Linked DNA regions of Sus scrofa: region 1 is linked to region 2. A link is a contact called in public HiChIP or PLAC-seq data. All regions are on one chromosome and are shown on one strand. The core of a region is the stretch at or near the end of the contact, and the rest is flanking DNA. Distances in the headings are between cores, read along the strand shown. Region 1 holds the start of ATRNL1 (attractin-like protein 1). Region 2 holds the start of TRUB1 (probable tRNA pseudouridine synthase 1).

Region 1 (5,505 bases), core at 1,851-4,350, 140 kb before region 2:
TTTTCAAGACAATAAATGAAGTGAGAATTTCCAGTTAAAGTCTTTCCCACCATGTTATTACTTCAAATGCTGAATTAAGCGAGCCACCATCCTCAAGAAACCTTTCTTAAATTAGCACGTACTTTACCAGGAAGAAATCTTTTCTTCTAAATTGATTCTTCCCTTTAACATTAAATACCATGTTCTCTTTACCCTAAGAGTATATACATAACAAAACAGAGTTGTACCAGTTATATTTATTCTAATGAATAGCCTGTATTCCACAGAAAAACGAAAAAGTACTTACTAATAGAGTACAATGAATCAGAGGAAATAGCTTCCAAGAAAATGAATATTCGATCATTAGTTCAGGGTTTATTTAACTATATTTTTAAAAAACTATTCCTCTTTTACTTACTAAGGAATTATTTATGAACAACCACATCTCTACTTTATTTATGTTGGTTTTACCTTGATCTGTGACCTTTCCTACTAACTGGGACATCTGCTGGTGAGGTTACAAGCTACTGATCTAGCTGATTAACAATTCTATTACTATGAAATGTAGACAGAAGCTTCTCAGGACTGCAGCAATTTCTGTCCTCTTTAGGCAAATGGAGTAAATGCATCCACCCAAAGGCCAATTTCCCTAAATTACATAAGAATCAGGAAATCTTCCTATTTGCATATAAAAGGATGTAAAAAAAGGAGGTGGTTTTTTTCATTGTTGGCTATCAGTTTCTATGTTCAAAATCCTCTCTTGCAAGGTGAAGAGGCTGACTGTTTTATGGTCAGTTTAAGAACATTTAAGTAAAAAAGGGTACTAACAAGGACAATTCAGTAGGATACCTTTGCTGATCCTGAAACACTTTTTAAAACTTTTAACTAGTACCTCTATCAATTTTTTAAGTATTTGTTTTAAAAAAAACTATAATACTATACTAATGAGTACAAGTATGAAGCTAGGAAACATTTCGACCTACTACTATAAATGAATTTCATAAAACTTCATTCTGAGATTTCACTTCTAAAAACTTGCTGTAAATTAAACAGTAAGAGCTAATTAATTATAACGTTTCATTTTTAAAAATACATATATTTTTACAATGAGTCTTAAAGAGCACTGTCTTAAAGGACAAGTTTAAAAAAAAAAAAAAAGAGAGAGAGAAAAAGAGAGAAAGAAAAGAGGGAAACATGCTGTTGAAAACTCCCAGGAAATTTTCCTTTGATATATAAGGTGAACTATAGTCCTACCTTTGCATTAGAACCCAAGAGACATTTCAACTTAGATTCTATTATCATCCTGAAAGCGTTAGTAATCTACATAGTTACTGTGTAGCCATTTCAGAGCCACAAACCCAGCCACCAAACTTAAGTATCTATAAGACTAAGAAATTGACAACTTGATGGTTAACTCCAAGTCGTCAGATGGACACCCTGTTGGCCTGTAAGATCTTATTTGCTGCTCCCCCACATCACCCATTTCTTTTCTTATCAGGAGGCCAGTAATAGACGTCGACCAATAGGGGGAAAGTATCTCTCCCACCGTAAAGCAAACACCTAAGGGCCTAGAGCTTCAGAAAAACTGAAGCGATGCTCCCACACAACAGCTGATAGTCAGATAATCAGAAAAATCTATTATCTCCACCACATTAAAAACTCCGGGTATTTCCTCCTTTTATCTAACCCAAAGTCATTCCTGTATTTCGAAATTCAAGATTGTCCTAGCAAATTCAACGTAATATAGTGACTGAAAGTAAACCTTCTAGAGTTAGGGTGGCTGATTTGGAATCACAACTCAGCCAGTTATACTGTGTAATCTTCAGCAAATTATTTAAATTCATTGCCTCGATTTCTCTCTGTAAAACCAGTATAATAATTCTAGTAACTCACAGAGTTGACGGGAACAAATGAGATGACCCACGTAAGACGCTGGGAACAATGTTTGGCACATGGTAAGGCCATCATACACTCTAACATGCTAGCAGTGGTTGAACTAACACTTTAGTTACAAATAAACACGTTAGCAGTGGTTACCTCTATAAAAGGGAGTAGAATGGGGGAAGAGGGAGGTACTGGTAAACCGTAACTTTTAACCTTTACACTTCTGTATTGTTTGTATGTTTCACAATGCGCAAGTGATGCACGAGTTCCTGGCGTAATTTTTGATTAAAAAACAGTGTGCTAACAAAATGGTGTTTGGCACCGCAACTGAGAGTGGAAATGTTGATGAGAAGGGACCAGAGTCGCTGCGGACATCTGGACCATCAGGAAAGGCTTCGCGGCATAGCGGTCGCTGCTGGAAGCGGGGCCCGGAGTCCCCGAGGCGCGGGGGCCGGAGGGGGTCAGCGCAGGCCGCGCTGCGGGTCGCTCCCAGCCGGGGGACCCCGGACCGAGAGGAGGTGGGGAGGCCGCGACGGGTGCGGGGCAGGGCTGAGGTTCGGGGTCCGGCGAAGACACTTACTTGAACCTGCCCTGGCAGTGCTGGCACTGGTCCCCCACCCAGCCCGGGTCGCAGAGGCAGGTGGAGTTGACACAGCGGCCCGAGAAGCAGGAGCCGGTCCTCTCGCACGGCTTGGACTGGGACACCTGCGCGTACAGCGCCAGGTAGAGGAAGCCATAGCACAGGAGCCAGCTGTTCCCGTCCAGCAGCCAGGAGGAGGCGCCCCCGCCGCCGCCGCCGCCCGCCGTCCGAACCCTCCACAGCCCCGGGGCCGCCGGCTGCGGGGGGCCAGTGCGGGCCCGGACCCCGGGCTCCATCTTCCCCAGCGCCCCTGCCCGGCGGGGCTACGCTCGCGGGCGCCGACAGGGATGCTCCTCTGGGGAAATGCGGCCGGAGGAAAGAACACTGCGCCGCTGCCGCTTCTCCTCCCCCTCACCGGCGCCTGCCCCAGTCCCGCTCCCCGGTCAGGAGGGACAGATCCCAGCCGCCGTCGCCTCCGCTCGGCTCCCTCCAGTCGCACTCGGGCATCGCCTCTCCGTCTCCTGACCTTGTCCGCAGAAGGCCGAGCCCACCGCCGCGGCGCCCCGGGCCGGGCCGGAGGCAGGGAGCGGGCGGCGCAGGCTGAGCGGGGCGCTCGGAAGGGGACCTGCGGGAGGGGGAGGGGACCCCGCGCGCGGCCCCGCCTCGCCCGCGGCTCGCGCCAACTGCCTCGGCTCCCAGCCCCGCGCACCCGGGAGGGCGGGGGCCACGGGAGCCCCGAGGTGGGCGCGCCCAACGCGGGAGGGGGGGACCTGGGAAGCGAGGTTCAGCCTTTCCAGGCCCGGCCGGCGCCCAGTGGCCCCCCAGTAGCCATTTTCTTTCCCGGACCGTTAGCCAGCCGCCGGGACTGCAGCTGGGGCCGGAGGGGCCCTGGGCCGCCTCCCCAACCCGAGCGCGCCTCCGCTCCCCCACCCGCCAGGCCCGGCGCGTGGTCTCGCCCCGCCCTGACAGGGACCGGGGACTCCCCCACGCGCGCCCACCCCCCGCCCGGCCAGCGGGCGGAGGGGAGACTCGCCCCCCAGGTGTGACCCGTGTGCCCGCTGTGCCCTCCCCCTCGGCGCGCGGGGGAAGCCTCCAGAGTCCCTCAAACCAAAGATCAGATCGGGACCGGCTTTGCAGCTTCAGCAGAAAAGAAGCCCTTTCCGTCCGCCGTCTACAGCTGCAAAAGTGCAGCGCTTTTTCCCCAGCTCTTCCCCCTTCCTCCACCCCATCCTCCAGCCTTTTTCTTCGTTTTTTCTTAAAAAAGAGAAACTCCAACAACACACAAAGAGCTGAGCATGTGCAGCAGGCAAAAGTCTTAAAGGCACCGCAGTCCGACCACGCTGTGGGGTCCGCAAGAACTGGGAGGGGCGGGGGCTAGGGACTGCGGGGTCGCGGAGCGGGTTCCGGCGCGGGATCTCTCCCAGGGGGAGCCATTTCTTCCGTGGACGTAATGACTCCCCCGCCCGCAACAAAGAGCTGAAAGGTTCTGAGCCCGGGGCTGGCCGCCCCTTCCCGGTGCTGCCTGTTAACCCCAGGTATCTCCTTTTCTGCTTGTCAGTGTTTCCTCCTCCATCTGGGACAGTATTTTGCCTTGAAAAATATTGCGACATTGGGGCTTTTTCAGAAGAGCAGGAATGATGCCCAGACAAGAGCTGTTTTTCCTTCCTCAGCGACAGCCTTTCCTCCTTCAGATGACTTTCCAAGATTTGATGGCATATGTTTTGCACTTTTGTGCCTTCTCTAAACAGGCTACTTGAACCCTTGGAAAAAAGAAACCGAACACAAATTGCAGCCATGTATACTCGAGTTACACCCCTGTTACTGGATCCCCACCAAAGAAGAGAGAGCAGGCAGTATAAAAAAGAAATCGAAATCTACCAAAGGCATTTCTGACAGCAAAAGGAGAAAAAGTTTTCGTTGTAACCACACAGTCGTACTATTATTATTGTTAAGACTGAATTTATGTGTATTTGGGGCATAAAGTACCACATCATCTCTTTTAATCTCTGTTATCCCCACTTTGCAGACGAAATCCTCCATTAACCCCATTTTGCAGATGTGGATAGAAACACTCAGAAAGGTTGAAAGATTTGTCAATGACAGGTTAGAAGTAAGGAATGAATGCAGCTTTAAACAGAAAGTCCTTAAACCTAAGTCCTCTGACCTCCGTGCTTTTTTTCCACTATTTACCAGGCTGTTTCTATTAGCAGATGCTTTGTTCTAGTTTGGTGAATAAAATGTAAGTGTTGGCTTGGTTTGCAAATACCTCAGCAGTGACTTAAGGAGGGGAAAAAAAAAAAAAAAAGTCCAGAAAGAAGTGGTTCTTAGGAAAGTAAAAAATGAAAAAGGAAAACCATGATTCTCATTTATATGGCAAACAAATCACTGTTTCCCCCAAAACAGCAGTACCAGAAATGTCATCCTCAAACCTAAAAGTTAGGACAGCTCCTTCCTTTCACTTCTTTTCCGTATCAGGATGCCCCGTAGAGACTACTCGAGATGGAGGAGAAGAGGAAGAGAACCTTTTGGAGAAACAATTCCAAGGAGGATATTGTCCTGGATCGCACTTTTTCATTTCTATGACTGTAAAATCCAGAAGAAGACTTTTTAGTATTAGCCATCCATGAACTGCTGCCTTCTCCATTCTTCTCAGTCCAGCCAAAGTTTAGTCGGCCGGATCTTTCGCACATCTAGAGTTGCTTTCAGACGTGTGGAAAGTGGCCAAGCTCTTAATACCATCACTGAGTGTGAAGGTAACTAATTCAAAGGGTGGAGAGGAGCCGCTTTAACAAGAGAGATCACTGTTCAGCCACAGACTGACTGTAGGCTATATGTGAGCAAAGACTTTGCCCATTAAAAATATATATCTTTTAATCTTCCGACCACTATAATCAGCTCAGTACTTTACGTTACACGGAAGAACATGCAGCCCCACAGGCCTCCTCTCAATCTTTAGAATCAAGCTGAATATATTAAATTTATATAAAATTATTCTCATACGGATCTCATAGGATTTCCACTTGCCCTATCTCCTATTTTTCTTTCAAACTGTTTCAGTCAAC
Region 2 (5,689 bases), core at 983-3,482:
CCTCTTTCAAGTTTGAAGACACCCTGTCTCTACTATACTGGAATTTGTTCACCCCACTGGTACCGGTCATGGATAAATATTTATTAATCTCTTTCCTAGCTATAAAACTGTAAGTTAGGCCTTTAAGGATTCAAAAATGACAAGAGCAGAGATTGTAATATAACATGAATTAATGTAAGGAAAGGCAAGGAAGGTTAACAGAGGCTATGAAATCTGACTGTGGCCTAAATCAGCAGTGGTCAAACCTGGCTGGCATTAGAAGTTCCTGTCCTGGAATCTGTATCTTTAAGAACCATCCCAGGTAATTCTGACAGCCAGTTAGAATGGCATTTGGAAAACCCTGGTCTAGCCAACAAAAATATAGAGTAGGCCAATCACAAGCAGTAGAAAAATGGAGAGTAATGAGAATGTCTACTTCTGAGTGAGCTGCTTCCAGAAGATGGCCCAGCAACAGCCTTGGCACAATAAATTTTAACTAAGTTTCAAGAAGAAATTTCAGCTCTTGGAGGCAGATTAACCAGAAGGCCAGGATATGACTTTAATCCTATCAGAAACCTGTCTGAGAGAAAGAATGGTAATCACTACCTTGAGGATGAAAAAAGTGACAATTTAGCTAAAAAATCAGACCAAATGAAAGCAACTGTATGAAGAAAATAACTCCATGATGACACCACAAAGGTTTTCCTTGGTCTAATTCCTTCCTTCAAGGCCCCCTATTTAACCCATCCTTATAGGCAACAAAGTAAAATGAAAGTATAACAAAAGAGTAAGAAGACATAACACAGGAATTAAACATCTTCAGGAATGTACCTTTACTAATAAACACTGTATTGTGTCAGTTTTAATTAACAAATTCCTACCAGAATATTTTGGTTTTGCAATTAAAATGGGGCTGTGGGGTAATGCTTGCCAGGGGACACTAAACAAAGAAGAAATTTCCTGTACTGGCTTAATGGAAAAATAAGCCAGAGTCAAAGGGCCTTGAAAACCTAGTTAAATGGTTTTATCACCAAAGGCTGCAGAAATTACTGCTGTGAGCTCAGTTAAGAGACAGTCTTTCATCCTCACCTATAGGCTAGCACAGATCTGGCTTACTGCAGGTGTCCAAAAAAAATCTAAGGTTCCTTGACGCCACTGTCTGAAATGATCTACGGGAGTGATGACTGACAGATCCTTCTAAGAGTCTCCCAGTGTACATGAAGAAACAAACAAACAAAAAGAAAGCTCTTAGAAGTGACCAAGGTATATTTAGTAGTTGTCAAAATATCCACACACTACTTACACCAGAATCACCTGGAGCAACAGTTTAAAGATGCAGCTTCCTAAAAATACCCCATGCCCTCAGAATCACAATCTCTGAGAAGACAGGGATTAGGAATCTGCATTTGTACAAGGGACTCTAAATAATTCTTATGCCCACTACGTGAAAACCACTGTGCCAAGTCTTGGTTAACTAAGTAGATCCTCATTTCCAACATATTTTTAAGAATGCAGCTTTGGAGGGTAGAGAGCCAGTGTTTCCTTTGGCTAGGGTTCATCTATGTGAGCCAAACAAAAGGCTTCTGAGGGATCAAATTAGAGAATATTCGTCTGCAAGTCCAAAAGCAGAGGTTTATCTGTGGATGTGTGGGGTTTTGTTTTTTTGCTTGTTTCCCTTGAGAATGACGACTGCCAGTTAGGCTACAGGAGTTCACGTCAGGACAAGTCCAAGCTGGAGATGCCCCAGACTTCTGTCCAAAACTTATACAGCGGTCATTCTCCCTTTCCCTTCCTCTTATCTCCTGAGCCATGAGCGTGCAAAAAGCCCAGTGTGCTCTATGCTGTTTCCGCTCTCGTGGCGACCACCTCTCCTCGGCCTGGTCCCCACCCGGCTGCAATACCTGCCAGCAGCTTCTCCTTCAGCCGATTCAGCAGCTCGGCTGAAGTGGGCCCTTTGGGCTTGTGCACGGCGAACACGCCGCTCAAGGACAGCAGCTTAGTAGCCATCGTGGGTTTGGAAACCGTGGCTTCGGATCCGGTCCTGGCCACGGCCGCAACCGCCGCGGCTGCAGTTGTCGCCGAGGAGGTGGCGGCCGTTGCTGCAGCGGTTCCTGCACTTTCAGGGACTGGGGTTGTGTCTGTATTCAAAGACGAAGGCGACACCACAGCCACTTCAGCAGTTGCCATATTTTTGCAGCCCAGACCAGTTTTTTATCCTGGAGTCGCACGCTAGTGACGCACCTAGGAGCGCGCCCGACATCCCCAGTCTTTTTCTTGCTGGGAATTGCGCAGCGCGGGGAGAGCGGGGGTCGCAAGGGCTTGTGGGAACTGTAGTCTCGGCTTTGCCGTGCCGGCCGAGAAGTGTGGAGGTGAAGTAGTTTTTCTCCTGTAATCCTTTGTGCTTCTTAGGTGGGGTTACTTCGGTACCGCAGGTGTGATTTCGCGCTGCCGAACCCGAACATCAAGTCCTTATGTATTTTCGGCGAGAAATCTCTTCACGTTCTCCTTCGCTCCTAGAATTAAGAAGACCCAGCATCCAGAATAGAAAACTTAAAATGCTGACTTCTGCTGCAGCTTGTGAAGAACTATAGCTCCTATGGTTCACTGCTTCCTTCAGTTTGTTTGCTCTTGAATTCATGGTTTAGAATTAAAATATACCTGAAGGTAAGCTCTATTAGAGCAAAGAACCCGTTTATCTTCACTGCCTCACACATAGTAGGCGCTTAAATAAATACTTGGGAACAGATAGATTCTGAAAGAAGCCAAGTGCTAAATCACGTGGGTTAATTTTGATGCCCTTCATGCATTTCTGTCCACCTCCCAACCCCCACAACTCAAATGTAATTCTTAAGATTTCAAAGGTACTTAGTACTAACGCTTCTGTGGATCGTATCCTTTGCTTATTGCAGTTCATAAAATTAAACTTTACTTTCGATTTGAGAAAGTAAAGATTTTAGAAGTTATTCACTCTTCAACAATATTCCGGTACACTGTTCTGATCCTGGCACAAGGCAAAGTGGAGAAAAATTCTTCGTTTTGCTTCTGCATCAGATAACATTAAATGGTATTATGAGTATTGTGGAACAGATAAGTTTGTCTTCATTTTCCTAAAACTTTCATTACAACCACCCTTTCTCCCAATCGTCCTTTTTCACATTAATATCTAGTATCCTAATAATGCCTCTTAGCTCCTCAGAATTACCAGTTATGGGATCTCATTTGAACCTGCCCCCATTCACTCAACAAGAATAGGAAAGAACAATGCTTTAAATAACAAGAATTATTCCTTCCTATATGTCCATTCTTCCCCATTTAGTCAGATCATGAGGCTCTCATTGAATTTTTGGGGTGCACAACAATGTAAATGTACTTAATACCACAGAACGGTACACTTAAAAATGGTTGAAATGGGAAATGTTATGTTACGTATATTACATCACAAAAAGAAAGGGGAAGTAACACATTTGTGGGGGAACAGGGGAAAGAGGGGGTGTTTTTTAGGGTAGAAAGCTGAAATTCCTGAAGGAAGCAAAATAACTCTTGTGATCTATTATAAAAATCTAAGCTAGGAGTTCCCATCGTGGCTCAGCAGAAATGAACCTGACTAGCATCCATGAGGACTTGGGTTTGATCCCCAGCCTTACTCTGTGGTTAAAGATCCGACATTGCTGTGAGCTATGGTGTAGGTTGCAGATGTGTCTCAGATCCTGTGTTGCTGCAGCTGTGGTGTGGGCCAGCAGCTACAGCTCCCATTAGACGCTTAGCCTTGGAACCTCCTTATGCCGTGGGTGCGGCCCTAAAAAGACTAAAAAAAAAGTCTGAGCTAACTGAAAACATTATGGAAGAGGTGCCTTGGAGGACAGAAGAGAATTGTTAGAGAATAAAGAGAAACTGAAGATTGACAAGTCTCTTGATTAGTGGATACCTGAGCCTGCTTCAAGATTGTTCATTTTTCAGGAAGGTTGCATGACTTCAGAAGGAGTAGCTACATCCTCAGGAGCAAAGCATCCTTTAGCCTCAATAAAATTCCTGCCCTCTCTTCTTAACACAGAAGCAGAGAGCCAGAGACTTTAAGAGAAAGTTTATAGCAGGCTTGAATGATGACTTGGAGATTAGAGAGCCTTCTCCCAATTGTCCATATATCAGTAAGCTTCCCGAATTCTCTTGTGACTCTAGGATGGGGGGGTGGGGGTGGAGGGAGGGCATAACTCAGGGTGAAAATAATGCTTCTGTTAGAATTTCCCACGAGCCCAGTGCAGAATCAGAGTTTGTTTGTTTGGTTGGTTGGTTGGTTGGTTTTGGCCACACTCTCAGTATTTGGAAATTCCTGGGTCAGGGATTGAACCTGTGCCATAATTATAACCAGAGTTACAGCAGTGACAATGCCAGATCCTTAACCCACTGAGCCAGGAGGGAACTCCCAGAGTTAATTTGACTAAAAGAAAACAGAGAAACAGATTTTTCTTATCTATTTTATTTCTAGGATGCTAGGTCACAGCAAAATTAATTATCTGCTATCAGATATGTATTCTTGGCATCAGAAGCACCAAGCTCTAATTTTCTGAAGTAACCAACATCTTCCACATGGGGTAAGTCTTGCATTTATGAGTTGTCTTACTTCATATATGTGTGAGTTAGGATTCTTTGGTTGAGAGTGATAGAAATTGATTTGTATCAGCTTTGAACTTATCAAAAGGATTTTTTAAATGGGTTTATCAGAATGTACTGGAATATTTTGCAGACTTGGGAAGTTCTCTCTCTTTATCTCCCTCTCTCCTGCCACATCCACCTATCATACTACTCTCTTGTGTCTTTTTCATTCTTCTTTTTTGCTTCAGACAGACTTTTTTTCTACTCCACATTCCACATTCTTGGTTTAAACCATCCTCTTCTGATCCAATTCCAAAAATATCCTGGATGAAGTCTCTCCTGACCACATACAGAATACAGTGCTCCACTAATTTTATTCCACAACCATAGAACTTCCCTTGCTTACTTTCCTTCTTGAGTTTTCTCTGTGGCGTATTTCATCTGATATACCAAATATTCACTTATTTTGTTTGTCTTATTTCCTCCATCAGAATGTGCACTCCATGAGGAATTTTTATGTTTTATTCATTGCTATATCTCCAGGACCTGGAATAGTGTCAGTTGCAGCACTCAATAAATAGTAGTTGAATGAGGGAATGAATAAACATGGAAACTCTAGCAGAAACCATGTGGATAGAGGGGAATTAGTGCCAGTTCCCAGAAAAGTAGAGAGCTGGACACGTAAAATAATAGTTGTATATTCCAAGTGTATTATCCTATGTGGCCAAATGTTTTATCTCATTTTATGAGTATGGGGCTGAAAAGAGAAAATACAATTAGCTAATGATGTATAAGACTTCAGCTTTCTAGACCAGTTTCCATGCTGCTCTCAACTACCCTTGTGCCTCCAAGGATTGTTAAATAGCAAGAATCAAAAATTGATGACTTTCAGGTTTTATTCCAAATCTATCACTGGCTCCCCCATGGTTGCATACCTGGGGCATTTCTCTGGTCCTTTCCATAGGCATATATGCCTGGGAGATACATACATAATGTAGGCATGTGTGCCTGGGAGATACATATGTAACTATTCTTAACAAAGACTTCTCCAGTTGTTCATCTGTGCAACTTTGTATAGGTGACAGAATCATAGAAAATAGTGCTTGGTGAAGACATATAG

What was found. HiChIP or PLAC-seq counts read pairs in DNA pulled down with a chosen protein or histone mark.
Region 1: an H3K27ac HiChIP or PLAC-seq map of skeletal muscle shows a contact between it and region 2. The contact joins the promoter of ATRNL1 here to the promoter of TRUB1 in region 2. A contact is called at or near these places in 2 of 47 Hi-C or Micro-C datasets (heart right ventricle and liver) and 2 of 2 datasets of contacts at active chromatin or transcription factors (alveolar macrophages and skeletal muscle).

Annotation. Positions count from the first base shown.
Region 1 is chr14:125,404,131-125,409,635 of Sscrofa11.1, reverse strand. ATRNL1 (attractin-like protein 1) reads right to left here and starts at 3,100. Exons shown (of 29, transcript XM_021074415.1): 1 at 2,444-3,100. The coding sequence starts at 2,739.
Region 2 is chr14:125,258,685-125,264,373 of Sscrofa11.1, reverse strand. It overlaps TRUB1 (probable tRNA pseudouridine synthase 1), which reads right to left and starts at 2,232. Exons shown (of 10, transcript XR_001301213.2): 1 at 1,881-2,232. It overlaps LOC102160539 (a long non-coding RNA gene), which reads left to right and starts at 2,285. Exons shown (of 4, transcript XR_002338765.1): 1 at 2,285-2,348; 2 at 2,497-2,643; 3 at 4,463-4,568.